Regions from separate parts of the Mus musculus genome. Here region 1 is linked to region 2. The links are chromatin contacts, called in public Hi-C maps. All regions are on one chromosome and are shown on one strand. Each heading gives the region's core, a stretch centred on a gene start, on an enhancer-like site or on the middle of the called end of the contact. The rest is flanking DNA. Distances are from core to core; before and after follow the strand shown.

Region 1 (6,443 bases), core at 2,969-5,468, 130 kb before region 2:
GAAAAGTGGACTGATACGGTGTTTCTCCCTTCTGTACTTGTGTCCATTAAAATGTGCTTTGAGACAGATTTCATGCTCACTCTATTGATGTCTTGATGTCTCCATTTTCATTTCCTGGTTCCTCTACATCCTGGTCCTTTTTTTTTTTTTTTTTTTTTCAGGCTTAGGTTAGAAGATATTCTTGGAATCCTTTTGACTCTACTATGCAGCACCCCAGGCCTATTCAGAGTGTCTCCAAGAATGACAGTGACCTGGGCCCAGAAATGGTGATTGAAGTCTCTCAGGCACACCTCAGATTCACCAGCACTAGGTGATCTATTCTTGGAGCTGTAAAAATGCAACCCAGTATGAAGTCCAAGAGCAGGAAACTAATGATGGCATAGTGGGAGAAGGGTTCTTCATGTGCTTTTTGAGATTAGCCTATAGGCCACAACTGCTGAGAGCCTCAGTTCTCAGCCCAGAATATAGGCAGCATGAGTGCAGTCTTAGTTGTGTTCCTTTGAATCTTCTATTGGTGACCCCCTACACACACACACACACACACACACACACACACACACACACACCCCTGCCACCCACTGAAATCACACTGCAGGCTCAGGATCTTCTGCCACCTGTCAAACAGGAATGTGGCCACTATAGAGCTTGCATGGGCTTGGTCATACTTTGGATTCATTTTGATTCCCTCATATTTAAAAATCAGATATAGTGACGGTGACATGGTGTGTTACTAAGCATAATCAAATATCACATAAACCAGTGAGTGTCCTATGAGGGAGTCCTAGGAATTGCGTTAGCCTGTGGGAATGAGGTTGGCAGAATGGCTAATCAAACTTGTAAGAAGACTCAATACGTGCATGCTTAGCCTAAAGATGCAGTAGTAGGAGGCAGGAGAATGAGAAGGAAGAAAGAGTAGTATCAGTTGTTGAGTTAGATCAATCAAAGAGTTAGCCTGTGGCAGATAATTGGAAGAACTGGCTAGTTTGGTATAGACTGTTCCTGTCTTATGAGTAAAGAGTTAGAGAAGAATAGAAGAACAAAGAAAAACAGACCAACAGATGAAACAGAGATCAATAAAGACAGAATTCGCTGGGGAGAAAAGCCTGTTAAATGTCTGCTCTGTCTATGGTGGGGCTGGTCACTGGAGTTTGCCAGATGAGGGCCTCGATCTCCTGCTGCTGGAGAGGGTAATGAGCTGGGCTGACCCAAGACATCCTCTCATTGGACTAAGCAGTTTCAATTAAGTCTATCACTCGAGCTAATTATCATTTTAAACTTGATTCTCACTCGCACTGTCCCTCCTGCACTAAGTGGATCAGTTAATGGTCCCAGTGCACAGCAACCCAACACCGGAGGCTTCCTATTATTTCTTGGCCTCCAGCAGGGACCAAGGACTTCTAGAGTGTTAGGTTTCAAGGGGGAAACTGGAGTGCTAATACCCTCTTTCTGTTTCACAGAAACAAAGGCTGAGAGCATTGGGAGAGCGCTCAATTTTGATTTTGATATAGTCAAACTTTCAGCTACATCAAAGAGGCTCTCCACATGCCATGTCTGACCAGGAGTGCCTGGCATTGTTTGAACACAACTAGGGAGAGGAAGCTTGTCACCTACTGGTCTTTTATGGGACAGTTCTGTTAGTCAGAATGTCTCTGACTGTTGGGTTAACATCTGCCTCTTGCTAACTCCTGTGATTTAATCTCAGCTCTGCCTTCCTCTCAAAGTTTCTGGCCTGGGTAGCCCCTGGCTGACTGGTCCTGTCAGTTTCTGTGTTCATGGAGGCAAGAACTGTTCATTATCCCTTTGCGACACAGGGACTGCGCTCTGTGACACTATGTTCTTTACCACGGGACCCAGTCACGCTTTATCACAGTGTCCACTAGGAGACAAGGTCTACATGCCCTGAAGCCCTGGGCCTGTAACCCATTCTTGATAAGAATACTGAGGCTTATAAAGATAAAGTGGCTTACCCAAAGCCACTGGTAACAAATGGCGAAAGCTGTGTTTCACAACATCCATGCAAACAGGAATGGAGAATGCAGTATTTCCGAGTTAGGAATGTACTTATGAGTGTGATAGAAACTGATGTTTGAATGTGGGTGTGTCCAGAATCCCCGTGAGCATGTGTTGAGACGGACTATGGCTGGTGAGTGTAAAAGCAGTCCAAAGGCAGTTGCTACACTTTGTTCACCCTAGGAGGGAAGTAAGAGTCAGCTGCCTCCTACTGCCCATTTACCTGCTGGTCAAAATAAACTAACTAAGTAACTAACTACAGACCATACCAAACTAGAAGATTTACTATAGTCATGTACATATGCATGACCTGGACTGGTAGATCTTTCTCTCTCTCTCTCTCTCTCTCTCTCTCTCTCTCTCTCTCTTACACACACACACACACACACACACACACACACACACACACACACACACAGAGAGAGAGAGAGAGAGAGAGAGAGAGAAACTCACTCACGAATATAAGCACCTGAATAAAACTGTAAGCACTCAACATTACCAATGCACTACACACCTCTCATGTGTGCAACATGGGCAGCACACATGTGCTTTCTAACACCGTATACACTATACCCACCTTCAGACATGCAGATCACACATATACTATATCATTGTACTATAATTTGCACACAAGGAGATGCCTCGGGAATTTCACCATTCCTTTTCTGTTCAGCCTTGTTCCAGATGTGCAAAGGGAAAAACCAAAACAACAGACCAAAGCAGGAGTGTCTATGGGGTCTATAGCAGCCCTTTCTGTCATCGCTGACATCTATGGAGGCTACAGCAGTTGCCATAGAGATGCTACATCTCAGTCTGGGTTCCGTAGGCCGGAGAACTGGGCACAAATCAGAGACCCTGACCCGTTTGTCTGCAGCCATAGCCAGCCACTTTGTCAGAGCTCCAAAGCCCACAGGAATGGAGAGTCAGGATTCAGAACCCATCTCACAGAATTCAGCTTGTGCACATGTGTCCCCTGCATATCTGCGTGGGCTAAAAATACCTGTGCCCTGCATGGCGCCAGAGATCGCTGACAAAGGCATTCGTATTTGCAGTCGAGACACCCTTGGATTACTTCTGCAGTAACCTCTCTCACATTTTAAACAGGTTGGTTAGAGCCATCACTTAGTCTGCCTCCAGGAGGCAGCCATTAAGAGATGTAGCTGGGAATGGCATTTCTTTCTTTCCTTTTTTTTTTTTTTTTCCTTAAAAGGTTTTTAAAAAGTGACTATTTTCATTACAGTGTCGTAAATTTTCTGGTTTAAAAATAAAATTCATTTGAACTTAAGCTTCTTTAGACAAACTAGTGTCTTCAGGGAAAGTAGGTTAATAGGAAAGGTAGGAGGGGCCAGCTTGTCTCGCCAGTTGTTGGGGAATGCAAGCTGGAACACAGTGAGGCTGCCAAGATGGAGTGGGGGGGGGGGGGAGCAGGTGTAGGAGTGTTGAAAGCAGGGCTCCCTCTCTCCTTCCAGTCTCCTGGATTCTTGAAGAGAGAGCAGGATGCAATCATAGGTTCTGTTATAGGCACAAAGGTAAATTAACCAAGAAATTAACTTTTCAGATGTCCAACCATGAGCCCTCCCAAGTACTCCTCCTGGCCACCTGCTGTTTGCACTTACACTGGGCTAAGGAGGGAATCTGGTTCAACTCTCACCCCAGGCCTTGCCTCCGGGCAGGCTGCAGGGCTCCAGAATTAGAGGGCTGGGGGGGAACAAGAAGCCACCCAGATATAGCAGGAAGGTGCTTGCACCTTGTACATCACAGGAGGTGGCAGAAATTAATCTCTCTCTCTCTCTCTCTCTCTCTCTCTCTCTCTCTCTCTCTCTCTCTCTGTGTGTGTGTGTGTGTGTGTGTGTGTGTGCGCTTTCCTCTGTATGCCTGTGTATGTATATCCTTGTATGTGTATCTTTCCCTGTGTACTTCTATGTTTGGCAGAGTTTCTATGAATCTGTGTTTGTGCATGATTATCTATCAGCTTTTCTCTACCTGTGTCTGCATCTTCCTAGTTGCACATGCGTATTTTTGGGTGTCAGTGTGTGTCTATGTGTGTGTATGCACATTCACACTCTTGTGAGTGTGTTTCTATGACTGCAAAGAGAAGGGTGAAATGTGGACAGAGGTGTTTGGGGACACAAAATAAGGTCTTAAGTACACAGAGCCCACAGGCCAGGGATCCCACCACCAGCAGATGGAGCTGTGGGTACAAGTTTGAAAAAGGCCAGCCTGACTGCTGGCCTTGCAGTGCTAACTGAAGAACCCCTAGCTCCCCCTCATCCCAACCCCTTAACCTCCCCAGCCCCCCACCCCCACCCCTCGCTGTCAAGACTGTGTTTGGGAGCCCACTAATCTGCCTCATACTCCTGCAACAAGGAAATCCCGGGGACAGCAGGGCTGCGCTTAACTGAGGCTGTTTTTCTTGGGCTTGGTGGAGTCACAGGATGAAACTAAGAGCTCACTAGCTATTCCATGCCTTATGGAGAGAATTATACTGTTAGGTAAATGAGCCCCCAAAGCACAATGTGCCCCTCATTTCACAGATAAACAAAAGACCTTAATTCCTTTGTGACTTCGGTCACCTTGCCCTAAGGATCTCTCCCTCCCGCCCCCCCACCCCGCCCCTTTTAACTTTGACCAAGATCTATCAAAGACTCTTCCTCTTCTCCCAGCCCCACCCCCACAACCCCCACCTCTACCCCACCCCCGTGTGATCATTCTTTATCTGCAGTGAACTTCTTACTAATAGCTAGCTCCTATCTGATCTCTCTGTCTGAAATCCTTTCTGGCTGCCATTCATTGTAGACTAGATTCATCTTCCCCACAGAGCTTGGATCCTGTCTGGGTCTGTCCAGATATTTCAGCAGCTTGCACCAAAATCAAGTTCAAGCTAGCTCACACTTGAAATAGCAGTATCCCTGACTCAGTATGCCTCATTTCTCCAAGGACAACCCCTGCTCCATCTTGTCTCCTATGCATACCTTGAGCTCCAACTGTCTTTCAACCTCTGTTAATTTTTTTCTGTTTTATTTACCCATTTTAAATAGTACTTCTGAATGGCTCTATCTCCTCCAATTTTATCCTTTACATAGTACACCTTTCCCTATAATACTGTCCTGATGACATCACTAGACACACCCTTTGCCCCAGGTTCTACAGACCTTTCATCTGCACCCAGTGCTATCCTGTACCCCTTTCACAGGTCACTGTGGTCTTTGATACACATGGCTGATTCTGCAGTTAGCATGGCCTTCTTCACTGTATTCCAACCATCACTGTCCACTGGAACTCGTGAAAGCTCTCCAAATAGGTGAACACAAGCCTAGCAATTGTCGTTATGTGTTCTCCTCCTTTTGTACTTACTTTATAAGAAGTCTGTCTCATCTAGGTCAGTTTTGGAGCCCGATCATCTACTGGTCCAGCCTATGGCCATCTATGTGATGAGTAACAGCTCAGTCAGTGTATTTCCAACATGCCACCCAAATCCCACAACAGTAAGAAAGTGATCATACAGAGACAGAGATGAAAAGGTCATTGTGATTCTTGCTGACACCCCATGCTAACATCCCACTCTCATGAGAACTCACCAAGGTCCTGTAAGAACTCCCTTACTTCCTCCACAGAGCAGTACCTCCAATGACCTGATGAGATGCATGAAGCCCCACCTCTTAAAGGCCCCACCACCTCCTACACTGCACTGTGGTATGGAAGGGGTGGACAAACTTCTAATACAAGAAGCTCTATACTTTTCTTTTTTTAAAAAATTGGGTATTTATTTCATTTACATTTCCAACACTATTCCAAAAGTACCCCACACACTCCCCTACCCACTCCCCCACCCACTCCCCCACCCACCCACTCCCACTTCTTGGCTCTGGCGTTCCCCTGAACTGAGGCAGCAGTTTATATGGGCCAGTCTTTCTCCCAGATCAGAAATGGAAAAGGTATGATCACTGTTTTCCTACTATTAGCTAGGTGACTACACACACAAACACACATACACACACACACACAGACACACACACACACACACATGCTGGCTTCTGTCACCTAAGTGCTTAATGGGTGGAATAAGCCAGGATTAATAGACTCCCACTTTTAAAGTTTTTATACTATCCCCTAGTGTTCAAAGTTTCTTTCTTTGTTCAGAGTCTCTTTCTTCAGAGACTGCTGGGAGGAGAAAGGGGATGCTACCCCCAACACAAGCCTCCTGTCCTCACATGCACCTCACTGGATCCTCATTGTTTCTGAGGAGTGCTCATCCAGCTCAGGCATCCAAGAGTATTTCCAAAATTATTTTCTTCATTTCAGTTCGAAGACGTTCATGTTCTCTTTTTGGGATGCATGCAGAACGCAGACAGGAATTGCAATGATCTGCCACCACTGACATCTGTTCGCATCCTGCTGCCTCCCGAGAAATTGGCCTGTCCTATCCTTGTTCA
Region 2 (5,685 bases), core at 883-3,382:
TAGCGAGCCCTGGGAAGCCTCTGTGTCTGCTTTTGCAGCATGGAGCTAACAGGTGCATGCTATCACAAACAGATCTTTTTGTTGTTTTTATATGGATACTGGTGACCAAACTTGGGTGCAAATGGTTCCAGGCAAAGTTGGTAAATCTGAGCCATCTTGAGCCTATATTTTATGTTCTTTAAGGTGGCTAAATTGAAATTCAAGGCACTTATTGCTGTTCATAAATATAATCTTTAGTTTTAACATTCAGATTTTTCATTCAGGAGTGCGTGTGTGTATGTATATGTGTGTGTGTGTGTGTGTATGTGTCTGTGTGTGTAAATGTGTGTGTGTATGTGTGTGTATGTGTGTATGTGTATATGTGTGTGTATGTATGTATATATGTGTGTGTATGTGTATATGCGTGTGTATGTGTGTGTGTGTATGTGTGTGTGTATTTGTGTGTGTATGTGTGTATATGTGTGTGTGTGTGTGGGGGGGCTCAGGTTCTTTCTATCTTCTTCAGGACTTGCCAAATGCTACTGTAGATCTTAACCTAAGTGCTGAGTTTCAAATCAGGAATTAGTTCTGTTTCTGTTGATGTAAACCTGAACAGAGGAGAGACTTTATCCACCTTCTTGCATTATTAAGATTTCAGATATAGTTTTGATAAAAGCTTGCAAGTACAAAATTTGCTATCAAGCCTAATGTAGCATGGAGGATTTTGTCTGAGCTAGCAAAGGATCACATTTTCATCTCCTGTGAGGCAGGGACTGAGCTTATTAAGTATTCTCCACATTCTTGCTCTACTGAGAGAAAGAGAGAGAGAGAGAGGGAGAGAGAGAGAGAGAGAGAGAGAGAGAGAGAGAGAGAGAGAGAGAGAGAGGATGCTATGTCAATTTGAATCTTAATCAAGTGTCTGAGTGGGCTGTGAACCCAGTTACCTGATAGACTGCCCTGTAACTGTGATGTACAAACTATAATCTGGATAAGAACATTGACTTAAGGTAACCATGAGGCAATACTACACACTAAGTGGGCTGGATGACTCATGCGCATTGGTTGATACTTGCTGTATATTTAGCAGTGTAGTGTGCACTATAAAGAAGATACGACACCCTTCCCGCTCCCAGGGATCACAAGCTGAGGGGTTATGTTAGCCAATATTGAACAGAATCTCTTTCAGCAGGGTTGGTAAGGGGCTCCCCCCATGACCTTCTTTCTTCCCTTTGTAATGGGAAAAAGTAAATAAAAGAAGCATACCAACCATTTTCCTGCTTACTGTAGAATCAACAAGAGCAGTCCTGTAACAAGTGCGTTTTCTTTGCAAGTCAGAAGCAGAATCATTATAAGCTATAGACAGTCATTTTTCTTTTATTTCCTCTGACAGCTTCTGATTAATAAGTAATTAATAGATGATTGGTTAATTGGTTGATTATTTCAGGCATTCATATCACACACAAAAACATAATGAGCTCATTCTATATGTTTACCACTGTGTGAAATGATAGAGAATCAAAGATATTAAAAACCAGCTCTTTCCCTTCACCTTGAGATTCAGAGAGGGATACAGCTAGCAACAGATGATTATAGTGACATAAGACAAAAGCCATACAAGTTCTCAACACAAGCTTTAAGTTACAGAGTGGGAGAATACATTTCTCCACTATAGGCCTGGGGAGGGATTCAAGGGAACTAGAGCTTGAACCAAATCTTCAGCGATGAGGAAGCTAATTGCCCAGATACACAAAGAGGAAGCTGTACCTGCTAAAGTACAGAAAGAGGAATATAGGTAAGAAACAGTAGGGACCAGGGTAATGCACACTCCAAACCATGATGCACAGTGGAAGTGTGGGGCATATGTAATGCCCGGAGTCAGCAGTAGAAAAGTGAGAGTGGAGCCGTTCACTGGATGTGTATCTCTTGTTTATTAATCTGATTAATTTTTGATGCCTGAGTGGAAACCATTCAACGTTGCTCAAGCAAGAAAAGAACTCCCTTCAAAACATGTTATGATTTCCTGGACTGTAAATGCAGGGATAGAGCTTGGCTTTAGGAATAGTCCGGGGCTTCCAATATAGCGCTGTGATAGAGTGTCCGCCCATCATGCGTGCAGCCCTGGACTCAGTCCCAGAACTGCAAAAACAAACAAGTAAAAAGACTGGTACCAAGGACAAGGATAGCACCAGCGAGTCAGTTCTGCTGTTCCTTTTGTGACTTCTGTTCTTCTCATTATGCAGAATTGCTTCGTCTATCTCTCTAATCCACACAGTAGAGTATAGCAGACAAGAGCTGCACAGCCATCTGGAAAGATCGAGTTCTTCATGTTCCCCTTACAAATTCTCTATGAAAGGAGCTATATTTGTGTAGCTTGGGTCTAGGTGCCTATTCATGTACCATGTGAACAATGGCCAGCGAGGAGGTATGCTGCATGAGTACTGCTTCTGTGGTCAGAAGGCTGAGCAGGGGTTTTTACACTGGGTATTGCCAGAGAAGACACTAGCCATTTGCTATTATGGACATGGCTCCACCACCAGCTACACAGAAGGTGTGTCATAAGAACTTTTAGAAGTTTGGAAACAAATCCAACATATTTCTGGAGTTAGCCCATCAAGTATTCTCTTGAATAGATTTGGGGTAGGATCCATGATTCTGATTTTTAAAGTGCAATAGGTGATCCCCATACCTGCAAGTGTGGGCAAGCATGGTATGGAGTGGAACTTATGTCTTCTTGAAGAAGGAATCTCTCATGTATGAGAAGAAAACGACACAGGTTAGATGTGTGCAATGCTAGGCTCAGTGGGCTATAGTTTGGAAATGAAAGCTACTGAGTGGAATGACTTCCAGGAGTCTATACCATCCCTTCAGGAGGGACCACAACTTCATGCTGAGTCCTGAGCAATACAAACGAAGAGCGGTAGACATTAGAAGGTTGAACACAGTTTGTTGTCTGTTGTGGTGAGGGACAAGCAATGCACCTGGAGCAGCTTCTGTACCTTCAGCTCGGAGAGTGATGTAATTAGCCAGGAGAGGAGAAGAGGGCTTTGTGGTAGGAAATGATGGGTTGAATGTTAACATCTTGCTTTGAAATGCCTACCGGGCCTCCAGCTTTGCAAATCACAGAAGTTGTGTATATGGAAGTGCTGGGCTAATGCTAACACTTTTGTATTTGTTGTTTGCAAATTATACATAAAGACTTTGTGTGTGTGTGTGTGTGTGTGTGTGTGTGTGTGTGTGTGTGTGTGTGTGTGTTTAAATTTCCTCTGTGGATACAATTAAGGCAAAGTTGTTTTAACTATGAATTTTGAAGACTAAAAAAATTGAGAGGGAACAGAGATGTTAAAAGTGCAAGAGATAAAGAAAGACATAATCAACAATGTTAACAGAAGAAAGCTAGTGTCCCCAAAGGTTAGGGAGAGTGAAGAGACAGTGACAGCCAGTAGTTTGAAATGTCAGGGTAAACCTCACCTACTAGACTTGACTAGTGAGAAGTCAGAGGTGACCTCAAAGAGAAGAGTTTTATTCTTAATTACCATTGGCATCCATCTGAGCAGCTCACCTTGGTGCTAAATTTCACTCTGCATTGCCCGAGGAAGCATTCTGTGAATTCTGACATGTGCGATTTGCAGAAGCTCACAACTTTATGCTCAGACAAGGACATTATTATTATGTTTCTAGCTCATTGTTAATTATTGCCATCAATCTCTTGTTGTACCTAACTCAAAAATTAAACTTGCCATAGCTGTGTGTGTGTGTATACATACATACATACATACATACATACATACATACATACATACATACATATATGTAAAGCCGGGTGTGGTGGTGCACACCTTTAATCTCAGCACTCTGGAGGCAGAGGCAGGTAGATTTCTGAGTTCGAGGTCAGCCTGGTCTACAGAATGAGTTCCGGGACAGCCAGGGCTATACAGAGAAATCCTGTCTTGAAAAACAAACAAAAACAAACAAACAAACAAAACAAAAAAACAAAAAAACAAAAAAAAACAAAAGAAAGAAAGAAAGAAAGAAAGAAAGAAAGAAAGAAAGAAAGAAAGAAAGAAAGAAAGAAAGAAAGATTGCAATAGCATCCGTAGGGTTCACTAAATGACCCAAATGGAGGGCTGACAGTATTCTTCTAAGGAGTAATGGGAACTGGTGTAGAATTCTGGGAGGAGAAAGGGATATTCTGCTACAAAAGGATGAACAGCGTTGGAGGGGATCCCGCAGGCTTGCTATCTAACCACGTAACCAAAGAGGCAGTTGATGTGCATTGATGCAAACTGTATGGTATCATCAGGAATCACCTAATGACAGGATGCGTCTAATGTCAGCTGTGTGTCACTGGGATTTGCTAGGGAAAGCAACTTCTGTCCCAATTGTTTTTAAACTGTTCATTTTTTTTTTTCAGGAGTTTACTGTAAGTTGACCAGCCTCGCCTGGATCTTATAGAAACACCAAAGGCTATTTACCCATTTCAGTGATTTTTTTATTCTGGGGCCTTTCACTCATTAATTTATGTTTCTAGTCATTCTGGACATAAGGTCTGTTTCCCTGTTGGATACTTCCCTCTGTATGTCTTGCTCTCACAGATTTTGTGTTTAAGATGACCCAAACTGGATTCTGTGTTCACATTCACAGGCTGACTTCTTACACTTAAGCCACACATCCATCTGTCCACCATGAACCCAGGTAGACACCTTAGAACCAACTAAGGGTCTTTTCCTGATTTCCAGTTGTCCCCTGAGTTCACTTTTGAATGGCTTTTATCTGGTATTTAAAATCCACTGTGGTAGTCCAGACCCTTCCTCCTTCTCACCTACATTATTGAAAGCAGTCAAGCTTCTAACCACAGATCTTCAACCCCATAAAGCATCCCTATAGCCTAGCCATATTGCTTTTTCTACCCCATTTCAGCCAATGTCTTGCTTCAATCACAGTTAGCTCCATAGTAAACATGGTTGACTAAACACTTGAAACTCATGCAATGTATTCTGAATCCTCTCCACTCTATACTAGTCTATTTAGTAATTTAGTAAATTTTACTCCTTGTGTATTGTCCTCTCAGTAAGGGGCCAAGTTCTAGGACCAAGGCTCTCTGTGGTCATTTGCCTTCTACTCTAGTGTGGGTGAATTGAAAACTGGGTATACGTTTCAAAGAAGTGGCTGGTTGATCTGCATGTCAACATGGCAGTACTAAACCATCAGGCCATTTTTAGAAGAGCCTTTGTTCATACTGATTGATGACTTGTGAATGATGGAAATTCAGCCCAGCAGAGCTGGAGAGAGAGCATTGTCAATGTGAAAATCCTGGCGGATAGGAATTTGGTCTGGGGTGGAAGGAAGCAATGGGGAAAGTCAGCATAGGAGCAGAGGCTAAAGCAAGTCCATTATGGTGCTCAGCAGATAGCAACCTACAGAGCTTAGAGGACTGCCTCGGGGAAAGGAGACTTGTGAGCTGTAGCAAATGCCCAGAGAGTTATCAGATAATGACACCTTCAATGTGTGTTTCAAGAAGAGGATCTGAATGCCCTGAGAATGGATTGTACGGATAGGAATCAAGGAAGACAAGGAAGACACCCCACTCTCTTTTATGGCCACCTCACTATGCCTTACACAACACAATTCTGACAACCTTGTCCAGTGAGTTGATGTCTAGAGATCTCCATGTAGAGAACAGATGACGGGAATATGTTTTCATGAAGT

The links. Hi-C and Micro-C count contacts between places; a contact is called where the count stands out from the background.
Region 1: a Hi-C map of cortical neurons shows a contact between it and region 2, with 2.0 times the contacts expected there. The contact joins two enhancer-like sites. A contact is called at or near these places in 1 of 39 promoter capture datasets (hippocampal neurons) and 7 of 484 Hi-C or Micro-C datasets (cerebral cortex, cortical neurons, frontal cortex and 3 more).

Annotation. Positions count from the first base shown.
Region 1 is chr9:29,456,141-29,462,583 of GRCm38.p6, reverse strand. It overlaps a transcript of Ntm not described here. Among named protein-coding and RNA genes, the nearest start is that of Ntm, 47 kb to the right of the region's middle. Within about 2 kb of position 4,218, at least 15 of the 459 cell types and tissues checked have an H3K27ac peak or open chromatin away from gene starts, as enhancers often do. A contact at or near this core is called in cortical neurons and hippocampal neurons, where this site is marked.
Region 2 is chr9:29,321,803-29,327,487 of GRCm38.p6, reverse strand. All of the region lies in intron 1 of Ntm (neurotrimin), which reads left to right. Among named protein-coding and RNA genes, the nearest start is that of Ntm, 88 kb to the left of the region's middle. Within about 2 kb of position 2,132, at least 6 of the 459 cell types and tissues checked have an H3K27ac peak or open chromatin away from gene starts, as enhancers often do. A contact at or near this core is called in cortical neurons and hippocampal neurons, where this site is marked.